Linked DNA regions of Mus musculus: region 2 is linked to region 1. A link is a contact called in public promoter capture Hi-C data. All regions are on one chromosome and are shown on one strand. The core of a region is the stretch at or near the end of the contact, and the rest is flanking DNA. Distances in the headings are between cores, read along the strand shown. Region 1 holds the start of Chchd7 (coiled-coil-helix-coiled-coil-helix domain containing 7). Region 2 holds the start of Pdp1 (pyruvate dehyrogenase phosphatase catalytic subunit 1).

Region 1 (4,845 bases), core at 1,632-4,131:
CAAAGTTATAACATATGCATAGGATGGACTATATATAATTTTGAAATATATATATAAACTTTTCCATGGTCTTCATGAGAGCCACTCCCGCCTCCCCAGAAATGTCTACTGTTTACAATGTTAAGGAGTCTCCACCACTTTGCCTGTAAGTTTCAACCAGAAGTCCTCAGTGTACCTGAAGCCAAACTGAGCATTAGGTATTTTACAAAATGGCTGTAAACCCCCATTATGGGCATACATGGCTCTTTGATCTCACTGCACAGAATTCATAAGTGTTCAATAATGCTATACCATTACACCACACACCTTCAACTTTTTCCATTTTTCCACAATTCTTTCCAAAATCAGCTTCCAGAGCAAAGCAATGTAACATGAAAAGTTTCTGGGAGGGCTTGTTACATAAAAGAACAGCGTGGATGAAAACTAAGCCACACACACATCCATCTTCTGCTGGGCTTGTTTATCCCTCCTCTCCCTCCATCACTCCTAAACGGGGGGTGCACTTGAGTAATGGAAAGAGAAGGCTCTTCCATCACCACACACTTCCAGCACCTCTGACTTTGGTCCTCTGTAAGTCTGCATAGGTGATGAAAACCCTAAGAAAAGAGAAGCTGTCCCTTTAAAATGCCCTGCTCTGTCCCAGATCCCACGTGGAACCAACATCAGCAGCACTTTCCCACTAACATCAATGTGATGCAAGAGGCACCATCCTTTTATATACATAAAACCAGAAAACTTCAGTCCAACATTCCTTAGTGAGGGCGAACAGGTGAAGCAAACGAGCCAGGAAGGGAGAAACCAAACAACTCCCCACCCCTCCCCAGAAGGTTCGCCAGTCTTGCCCTCCAGTCTCTCTGGGCAACAGCACCTTTCCACCCCTCCTCTGGAGAGCCCAGCTTAAAGAAAGGAGGGAGCCACTAACAAAACCCGAGGCATAAATGCGACGAAAATGCAATCTAAAGCCGGAAAGGTTTATTCTTCCAATCACACATATTAACTCTATTAAGAAAATGGCATCACTTTTTTTCCTACCCCAAAAAGCAACCTCCTCACAGATCATTAAAAGGGAGTTATAAAATAGCAAATATAGTGTTTATCTTATCTCAGATCAGTCCACATTACCAATAAGTTTAGTAGTTTCTGCACTACCACCTCCCCCTCCCTCCCCCTGCTTCTCTTGCATTGGATTTTCACGTTTTCTCATTGTCGGTGGAGTTATAAAAGGCTTTTGCCCTTCGAAAGTTTTAAAAAATAAATAAATATTAACTCCTTGGTCCCTGCAAAGTCCAAATGGACTTCAGGGGAAAGGCGGTTCACACTTTTACCTTTGGCGAGAAAGGGGGGCGCATCCCGGATTTTTAGGGATTTTTTGCGATTTTTTAACAATTTTTATTTGGTTATATGCCTGAGTTCTCCCTCCATTTTGGTTGTTTATGATACTGACAACAAGCTGTCCCTGCTCCGTCCCGATCTCCTGCTTTCATTTAGCACCCCCTCCCCCTACGCCCCCGTCGCCACCCGGCTGGGTCCGGCGCCCCGCGGACCCCGCACCCCGACTCGGCTCTCCCACCTGGGCAGGAGGGCAAAAACAAATGCATTTCTCCAGAAAAGAAAAACCTCTTCGGAAAAGGGGGCAAAGTTACCCCAAGTCACTCCCAGTACCCCCCAAATATTGCCGACCGCGGGTCTCCGCCAGGCCCTCTGGGAAGCGACCTTCCCCCGGGATGTTTTGGTGGAAAACGCGGAGAGTTTCCTCTCAAAACCGAATTTATATTAATTTTTCCCTTATTTTTCGGGTCTCTAATGTCTTCCGCTCTCTCTGCTGCCGCTGCCGCTGTCACAATATTCACAGCACCAGAGAGGAGGAGGAGGAGGAGGAGGAAAACTTTTCAAACTTTCCAGACCCTGAATAAAAGGGTTTTTTTTTTCCCACCGACCTCACCTTCGGGTCCCCAGTCGCGTCGCCCCCTGCCCTGTCAGCAGCGACCTCGGGAGTCCTTGCAGCCCCGCCGCACGATTTTATTTGATTTTTTATTATTATTTTTCTCTCTGGGGTCCTGAGCAGGGGCTGGGAGTAGCACAAACTTTTCCTCCTCCTGCCGCCGCCGCGGCTCCTCTGCCCCCTCGGCTAGTCCCATAATTTAAATAACCCTGATATTCCTCCCGCTAAACGCCTCCCCGCCGCCCCGGACCCCCGGAGAACTCACCGCGGAGCTTTAACATCCTCCCTCCGGCCCGTCCGCCGCCTTTACACCGCCCGCGGAATTTCTAATAATTTTTTTCTCATATTTCGGGCTGGACGCGGCGGGCCTGGAAATTGTTTCCTTACGCCTCTTTCCAGCAGCCATTGTAGTGTATGCGCTGCCCCTGCAGCTCAACTTGCAGCTGCCGCCGCCGCCGCCGCCGCCGCCGCAGCCGCCGACGTCGCGCCCACCGCCGCCTCCTACCCCCCCCCACCCCCCCCCCCGCCCGCTCGGCCGCCGCCCCCGCCCCCGCCCCGCGCCCGCCCGCCGGCCCGCCCTGGCCCCCGCCCGCCGAGGTGCCCGCCCTCCTCACGCTCCGCCCAGGGCCTGGCCAGTCCGAGCGGCCGCCGCCGGGTCCAGATGAGCTCATTGGTTGACGTGGCTGCCCATCAGGCCGAAGTGGTAAGAGCGATGCTGAAGGGCGGGGGGCGCGGTGGGGCGGGGAGAAGGCGGGGTCTCACGCCGTCCCACCCGCTCCTCCTGCTTGAGCCCTCCTCCCGCTGCCCGGGGGCGGAGCGAACTGAGCCCGCCCCAACCTCACAGAGTTCCGCGCGCCTGTCAATCTGGCAGCGGCGTGCGTGGATTGGACAAGCTGGAACGGGGGGCGCGGGGGCAGCACGTTGGGGTGCGCGCTACTTAAGGTCCTGCTGCGTGAGCCACTGACGTGTTTGGAACTGCAGCCGGCCCGGGTGCTGGCTGAGTGGTGGCCTGTGGTGAGTGGTCTCCGGCCCCTCCCTCCCTGGACAGCAGGCCCGGGACAGCACTGCGCCGAGGGCAGACCCTAGTTCGTGGCGCCAAACCCTCCGCGGCGCGGCATGCTCCTGCCGCTACTCACGCCACGCGATTCGTCCGGCCGGGGCAGCGGAAGGTGACCCCATGCAGGTCTGGGCACCCCGGATTGTGTCACTCCCCTCCTTGCCCTCCCCAGGTCCCCGCTCTACGCCGCCCCCTTCCTTCCCAGCCCCTTTTGTGGTGTTTACCTGTGCCCGCCCTCCACCGTCCGATTCTGCGGCGCGGCACCTCGGAAGGCGGTGCGGTCCGGGAGTTACATTCTTGGAGATTCGTCTCCGACCTCTCAGATCCCTGTGATGTGTACTTTGACATTTTGTCCCTGGTACTCTGTACCCAGGTTTATGGTGTGCTGTATTTCTGTTTCCGGATTTAACACTCACAGACCAGACTCTGAGAAGCCTGGGGGGCCTGGACTTGTTCAGTAACGTGCCCTTCCCCCACTGCGGATCAAAGCTGCGAAGAGTGGGAAATCAGGAACTTTTTTGGTAAGCAGTTTGCCCTTTAGAGTAGATTTTAGCACTATTTCTCAGATGTGCTGTAGGTTTGCAGTCTTCCCTCAGGCTGGTTTTCTTTCTGAATGTCATCTTGGAAGTAGTACAGTGTTGTAACAGTTGTTCACTCCTGCACCTTCAAAAAGTAAACAGATAAGGCCTCTTTAGCAGGGCACTCCATCTTGTCCTTCAGCCACACTCCTCCATGTAAATTGACATTTCCTCTTCCTTTTCTGTTAACACAGGAATTCATACGAAGGAGGTGACATTAGGAAAACCATGTTTATAGTGCATTTAGTATCCAGAATAAAAAGCAGTAAAACGGGAATAGCCTGAAGCAGCAAATTTGATGCCTGTTTTGTGTGGATACTTTTTAAAAGAATTTCTGGCTGATGATAATGAAACAACAGAATCTCATGATCAGGACGCAGTGTGAATTGTGTTCGTATCAGATTGTCGAGATTATTATATGCATGAACGATCAAGCGGAGCTCTGTGGGAGACATGAAGAGAAGACTGTAGATTTTCTTAGTTCTGGTATTCTCTCAGGAAGAGGCAGTCTTGTAAACTATCTTCCGAAGAGGAAAGGCTTCTAGAGATAGTTGGACTTTGTACTGAGTGCCCTTCCTGTCAAGACGCTTCTACTGGCTGGGTATTTTCAATGAAGTTCATGGCATAAATGATTATTTGGTGATTACTGAAAGTTAAAGGACTCAGAGTAATCAGATTCTATCTCCGGGAAAAGTTGGGCTCCTTTAGCTTAGACATCCCGATCTTTACCAGAATGGAAGAAGTTGGACTGGATGGCCATTGATTCAGAATATGTTCACTTCTTAAGAGTTTATGGGCTTGAATTACTTTTCTGGAATATACATTATTTTGTTTAACATTGTTTTTGGTGACATTTCATACAAAACGTTGGACTTCTCTGAAAAGGCCCATGCATGTTTGTTTTGTTCTGTTTTTTAATTCAGTAGAGTTGTGTACTTCATACTGCCTTATTTCTCTGGCATCTGCTTTGATTTTTCGGTAGAAAAGTGATTAAACTAGAGTAGCATTTGGGTGTGTAAGCCAGATCAGCCCCTTAAGCTAAGTAGAGGACGTTTTTTCAAAGATGGTGGGTGGCTCATCAATACCTTATCGATATATTGAGATAAATGAAGCCCTTTCTCAAATAATTGTGACTTGTGTTTTTTTTTTTTTTTTTTTTTTTTTTAACCTCTTCCCCTGCAAGAGAATTGTACAGTTTCATTTGAACTGGGATTTGAAGAGCAGTTGTACTTGACCATGACTGATTGGCTGACTTCATAAAGTGTATG
Region 2 (4,845 bases), core at 1,019-3,518, 8.0 Mb after region 1:
TGCAATTTTAATGGAAGTACATTTTTTTCAGACATCTGTAAGTTTGTATTACTTTAAAAACAATGTGAGAGTGGGGGTGATGGCAAAGGTCCAACCATTTAAAAACATCTACTCAAGGCATAAGAAGCCTAGGACCCTTTCCCTTTCCTTAAGTTCCCGTGTTTTGATAGATTTTCTGCTTTTAAAGTCGATTAAAAATGAGTGAAATCTGGTGACAAAGAGCTTCATGCAGCAGGTGCTCTGAATATTTAAATTCAAACACTACATCTTTTTTCTTCACAGCAAAAGTATTTGAGATTAAACGTCAAAATAACAGAGTACGCATGAGTTTTTTCAATTATTTTCTTTTCAGTTATTCAGAGCTTAGCATATGATTGCATTCCAATTCTTCATCTCTTAACATGCTTTCAAAAGGCATATTCTTAGGGAAGCTGAGTTCATGGAAACCTGCTCTATAACTAATAAGCATTCTACCAGGTCAGTACCAATTATATAGTATTTCCATCCGACCAGAGACAGCTACAAGTCAATACACTATTAAATGCTTCTGACATGATGTATAAGGAAGATGAAAATTCTTAATATCCTTCTAAACACCCTGTAATTCAACAAAAAAAAAAACAACACTCTGTGCTGATAAACTTGCTAAATTAACAAAATAGAAGCCTCCTGATTAGGCAATAAGAATTTCAAAGTAGCTGTTGGTTAACTTGAGCAATCTCACTTTCTTTTTATTTATTTATTTTTTAAAGTTCATACACCATCATGGCCCACACTTGGCAACATTGTACGTATCAGTCTTGGGCAGATTTGGCTGATGTTGCCAATGAGTAATAAAAAGGTGCGCGCGCCGGAACCAGAAACAGAAAGAGCCCCATCCATTCTTTGTGGTGTGCTGGGCAAAGCCTGTGTCAAGATTTTATTCCACTTAATCAATAAACCCATGGACCAAATCGATTAGAAAAATGCTACTGGTGCGCCTACTCTGGAGCTTCTCGGTCTTGCAAAGATTCTAACGCAAATGAAAATAAATACTACACTTTTCATTACACGTATCAGAACCTCCGTTTATGTAATCTGATTGCATTAAACGCCCTGCATTAAGATTTGTAATTTTTCAGCATTTTCTGGAAACGCCTAGCCATTTCACAGCTCAAGTTCAGTGTCTACAAGAATGAAGAAAAGCCATTATCCTTAAAACACAAAGAACCAAACCAGCACTTGTTTGGTCAGTTTCGTGTGTCCCAGAATATCACACTTAAGCTATCAAAAAATAAAAATAAAAATAAAATCTGGTCCAGAGCGCCTTTGTCTCCTTTTCCTTATCTCACCCTTTAATTCCATGAGGACCCCTAGAGCCATCCATTCATACACAAAATCAGTCACCATCCTTCCCTGGGTACCCAACACAGGTAGTTATGTGAATACCTACCAATTCGTCTGGGCCCGGGACACACACACATTCTCCTGTCATCACAACACGGAGCCGACAACATCCACAACCCGCGCGGACAGCAGCAGCGACAGCAGCAGCGGCCCATTGAAAGCAAAGCAGAGATGCTCATTAGAGGAGGCGGCGGCGGGGAGGCGGGAGCGGAGGAGGGGCGAGGTCTCGCAGCAGCCCAGTGAATGGGCTGGGAGGGGAGGAGAGAATGGAGGGGGGAGAAAGGGGAGGGGAGAAGAAGAAACCAAACAAACCCACCCGGCAGGCGAGGCGGCATCACAGCCCCCGGCGGGCAACTCCAGGAGCCCGGACAGGCGCACCGCCGCCGCTCCATGCAGCCAGCGCACCGAGCCCACAAGCACTCAGCATCTTCAGGCCCGCCCGGCCCCACGCCGCGCCCGCTTCCGCAGAGCTCCAGGCACAGCCCGCCGTGGGCAGCCGGCTCCGCCACGCGGGGCCAAGCGTGTCAGCGGGGAGCCGAGGCAGACACGCCCGGGCCACAGCGGGCGCCCCGCGCGCTGACAGCCGGGTGCCGCCCGGGACCCGCGGCAGCTCCTCGCGACCGAGGCTCCGCGCGCACCCGGCCCTCCACCCGCGGCCGCTCCCCACGCGCGCCCTCCACTTCACCGCCCTGACGCCCCCTCACGACTCGGCAGCGGTGGACGAGGATACCAACCGGGCACAGTCGAGCACCCGCTGCGGTCTGCCCCGGGTGGCGGCCGCACCCCTCCGTGCGCGTCCTTCCCTCACTCAGCACCACGCAGCACCCCGGCGCGCTGCAGCTCGGCCCAGGCCAGCCCACTCCGCGCCCCTGCCTCGCCCGGCCTCCACCCTGCCCCGCCCCCACAGGCGCTCTTGAGCTCTTCGCCTTCTGATTGGCTGCGCAATGGCGGGTGGGCGGGACCCGGAGGGCCAGAGGGGCGGGGGGCGGAAGAGGGCGCGCTCCCCGCCAGTTTTGTGACGTCACGGAGGTCAGACAATCCCTTCCATTTGGCGCGGCTAGCCTATTGGTTCCACGCGTGCGCGCGCCCCGTGACCACGCCCTGTTGCTGGTGAAGGTGGGTTTGCGCGTGCCGCGAGGTGGACAGCCTTGGTTGGGTTGCGTTTGGACTCCCAGATGGGGAAGCGCCTGGGCGGGATCCAGCATCCCTGAGCGCGTGGCGCTTTGGTAGCCAGTTGCTTCCTGGCGGGCGGGCTTTCGCGAATGCCTGGCACTTCTGCTGGGCCCCGCGTGCTGCTCTGGGCTGGCCTGAGAGCCAAGCCTCCTCTGCACTGGGCTGCCCCAGGTAGACCGCGGGAACAACACAATTGAGGCGTGGCAGAGCGTCTCGGCGGTGTCTCGCTTCATTCATTCAAGATCAAGTTGCTGATTTTAGGGTTATTAGGTCGGATTGATAGTCAATTATTTTTATGTCTCCGGGCTAGGAAGCTGTAAACAAAAGCAAAAGGAAGTTTGATGAAGGAATTCTTATCTTTGTAGATAAGAATAACACGAGTGCTCTTGTTCTTGGAAGGACTTTGAAATCAGCATTCCCTCCTTGGTCCCTGACTCATTCAGAGTTATGAATTTTAAAATGCAGCCAGTGAAAGTGGGAAGAGCACTGAACTTGGAGTCAGAAGAGCCTTTCAAGTTATTCCCAGTGACAAAAATCCATCTTCCTCCCATGAGACTCAGTTTGCCTATCTGTGGGGTGAGGTTAGGCTTAAGATGTGCTAAACAACACACTAAGGGTTCTTGCTGCCATCTGCGGTTGTCTCTTTATGGGACAGTGCCTTCTTCACTTACCTACATCCACATAGATGCCATCTTCATGACATGAAACTTTCTTGGGAGAAGCTATGCTTCTGCCCAGTGTTAATGAGTTTACGTTGATTTATTCTACACCTTATTAACTAATAAAGTTTACAAAGTAATTTGGACTAGATAGATGAACTCCCAAGTTTACTGTGAAATTTTATTAATCCTGAAGTATTTAAATTTTTATGTAATAAAGGAAAAACCTTATATAACCAAACCTGCAATTCATAATTCCCCAAATCTTTCAAGCTGCCTCTATTTCTAAACTGGAGAATTTGCTCATCCCCAGAAGAGGCTTACGGGCAGAGATGATTGGTGAGGGGGAAAATATAGGTACCTTTCCCCAACCAAGAACAAACAAGCCAAGATCCCCATCAGTCCCCTGCCTTCCCCTCTTGGAGAAGAGATACATTTATCCTCTCCTAACAACAATCAAGATTAGCCATTTCTACTTAGAGACAGTCCCAATATATCTGATGCAAGGGTTTAGTTTGGTGTGTACACAGTAAGGCAAGAGTGTATCCTCAGCGTTTTAGGGAGAATGCCATATTCCCGGACTTTGCCTATGCATAGTTGACTGTGTGTCTAATTAATGTCAGGTGCACTACAGACAGGAACCTGCACAGATGAAAACAGTGAATGCAGGCCCTAATCTACCAGGAAAAAGAAAAGCTCTCATATTACAACCCTTATCAACCAAATTTTCTTGAACTCTCGGAAAGGAAATCCCGAACAATAATTTCATCCCTCAGTACTCTTCGTGTAGCCTACTGTCAACCTATATCTTTTTCTAGTCTGTTATTGCTTCATTTCAATTAAGTTATTGTGTGATTTTTTTGCAAATCTGCGTGAGGCCTTATTTTCAGTTCTCTGGATTAAGAGACCAAGAACCTAGAAACGCCTGACTGCTGACTTCTTTACATAAGAATTGTAAATAATGAGATTCCAAAATTCATGCCTCAACAGCAGATGACCTTGAAGGCTATCACAGTAGTCAAACTTGCTCATAACACAGTGCTATCCGCGTCGCATAAAGTTCTCTTTTCAAACTGATTTTTGTATCTGCATGAGAATTTCCAACTTATTTTACTATGTTCAACCTTTTAGTTTTCTACCTGGATAGTATTGATTTCCCCATCTTATTCTGGCTTTTGGATGACCTGTCTATATTTGAAAATAATGCTGATTCTCAGAAAGAAAAAAAAAAGTAACTTGCCACGACTAAATATAGTCAAAATAATTTGTCACCAAGATTGAATGCCAAGATATTTCTGGAATTGGGATAAAGCCTCCTCAGAGTGATGACTTTGAAATAGTCTCAGAGGTGTAAGTTCTATTCTCTAGTTACATGACTGAGTGACATGCATATTGTGAAATGCCAGCCCACAGCGATTCCAACTCCTGTGTCCTGGATGAAGTTCTCTGCCTTGACTCTCTTCTGGCTTGGCCTTCCTCTCTTTCTGGGTGGAATCCACCCAACTGGACTTACTTCAGTAGTGCTGTTATTATGTGGCCAGGGCCAGGACAGATCTGTGGGGTTTCTGCTGTAACTTGATTGTTTGAGCCACCAGAATACCTGTTGGTATTTCAACCTTGAAAGATA

Evidence for each region. Promoter capture Hi-C pulls out the DNA fragments that hold promoters and counts their contacts.
Region 2: a promoter capture Hi-C map of pre-B cells shows a contact between it and region 1, with 3 times the contacts expected there. The contact joins the promoter of Pdp1 here to the promoter of Chchd7 in region 1. A contact is called at or near these places in 1 of 39 promoter capture datasets (pre-B cells), 2 of 484 Hi-C or Micro-C datasets (CD4 T cells and CD8 T cells) and 2 of 9 other capture datasets (adipose tissue and liver).

The regions. Positions count from the first base shown.
Region 1 is chr4:3,936,007-3,940,851 of GRCm38.p6, forward strand. It overlaps Chchd7 (coiled-coil-helix-coiled-coil-helix domain containing 7), which reads left to right and starts at 2,882. Exons shown (of 5, transcript NM_181391.4): 1 at 2,882-3,125; 2 at 3,373-3,520. Plag1 (pleiomorphic adenoma gene 1) reads right to left here and starts at 2,399. Exons shown (of 6, transcript NM_019969.3): 1 at 2,208-2,399.
Region 2 is chr4:11,964,182-11,969,026 of GRCm38.p6, forward strand. Pdp1 (pyruvate dehyrogenase phosphatase catalytic subunit 1) reads right to left here and starts at 2,269. Exons shown (of 3, transcript NM_001098230.1): 1 at 2,121-2,269; 2 at 1,433-1,467. The coding sequence starts at 1,463. 1700123M08Rik (RIKEN cDNA 1700123M08 gene) reads left to right here and starts at 2,393. Exons shown (of 5, transcript NR_040577.1): 1 at 2,393-2,502.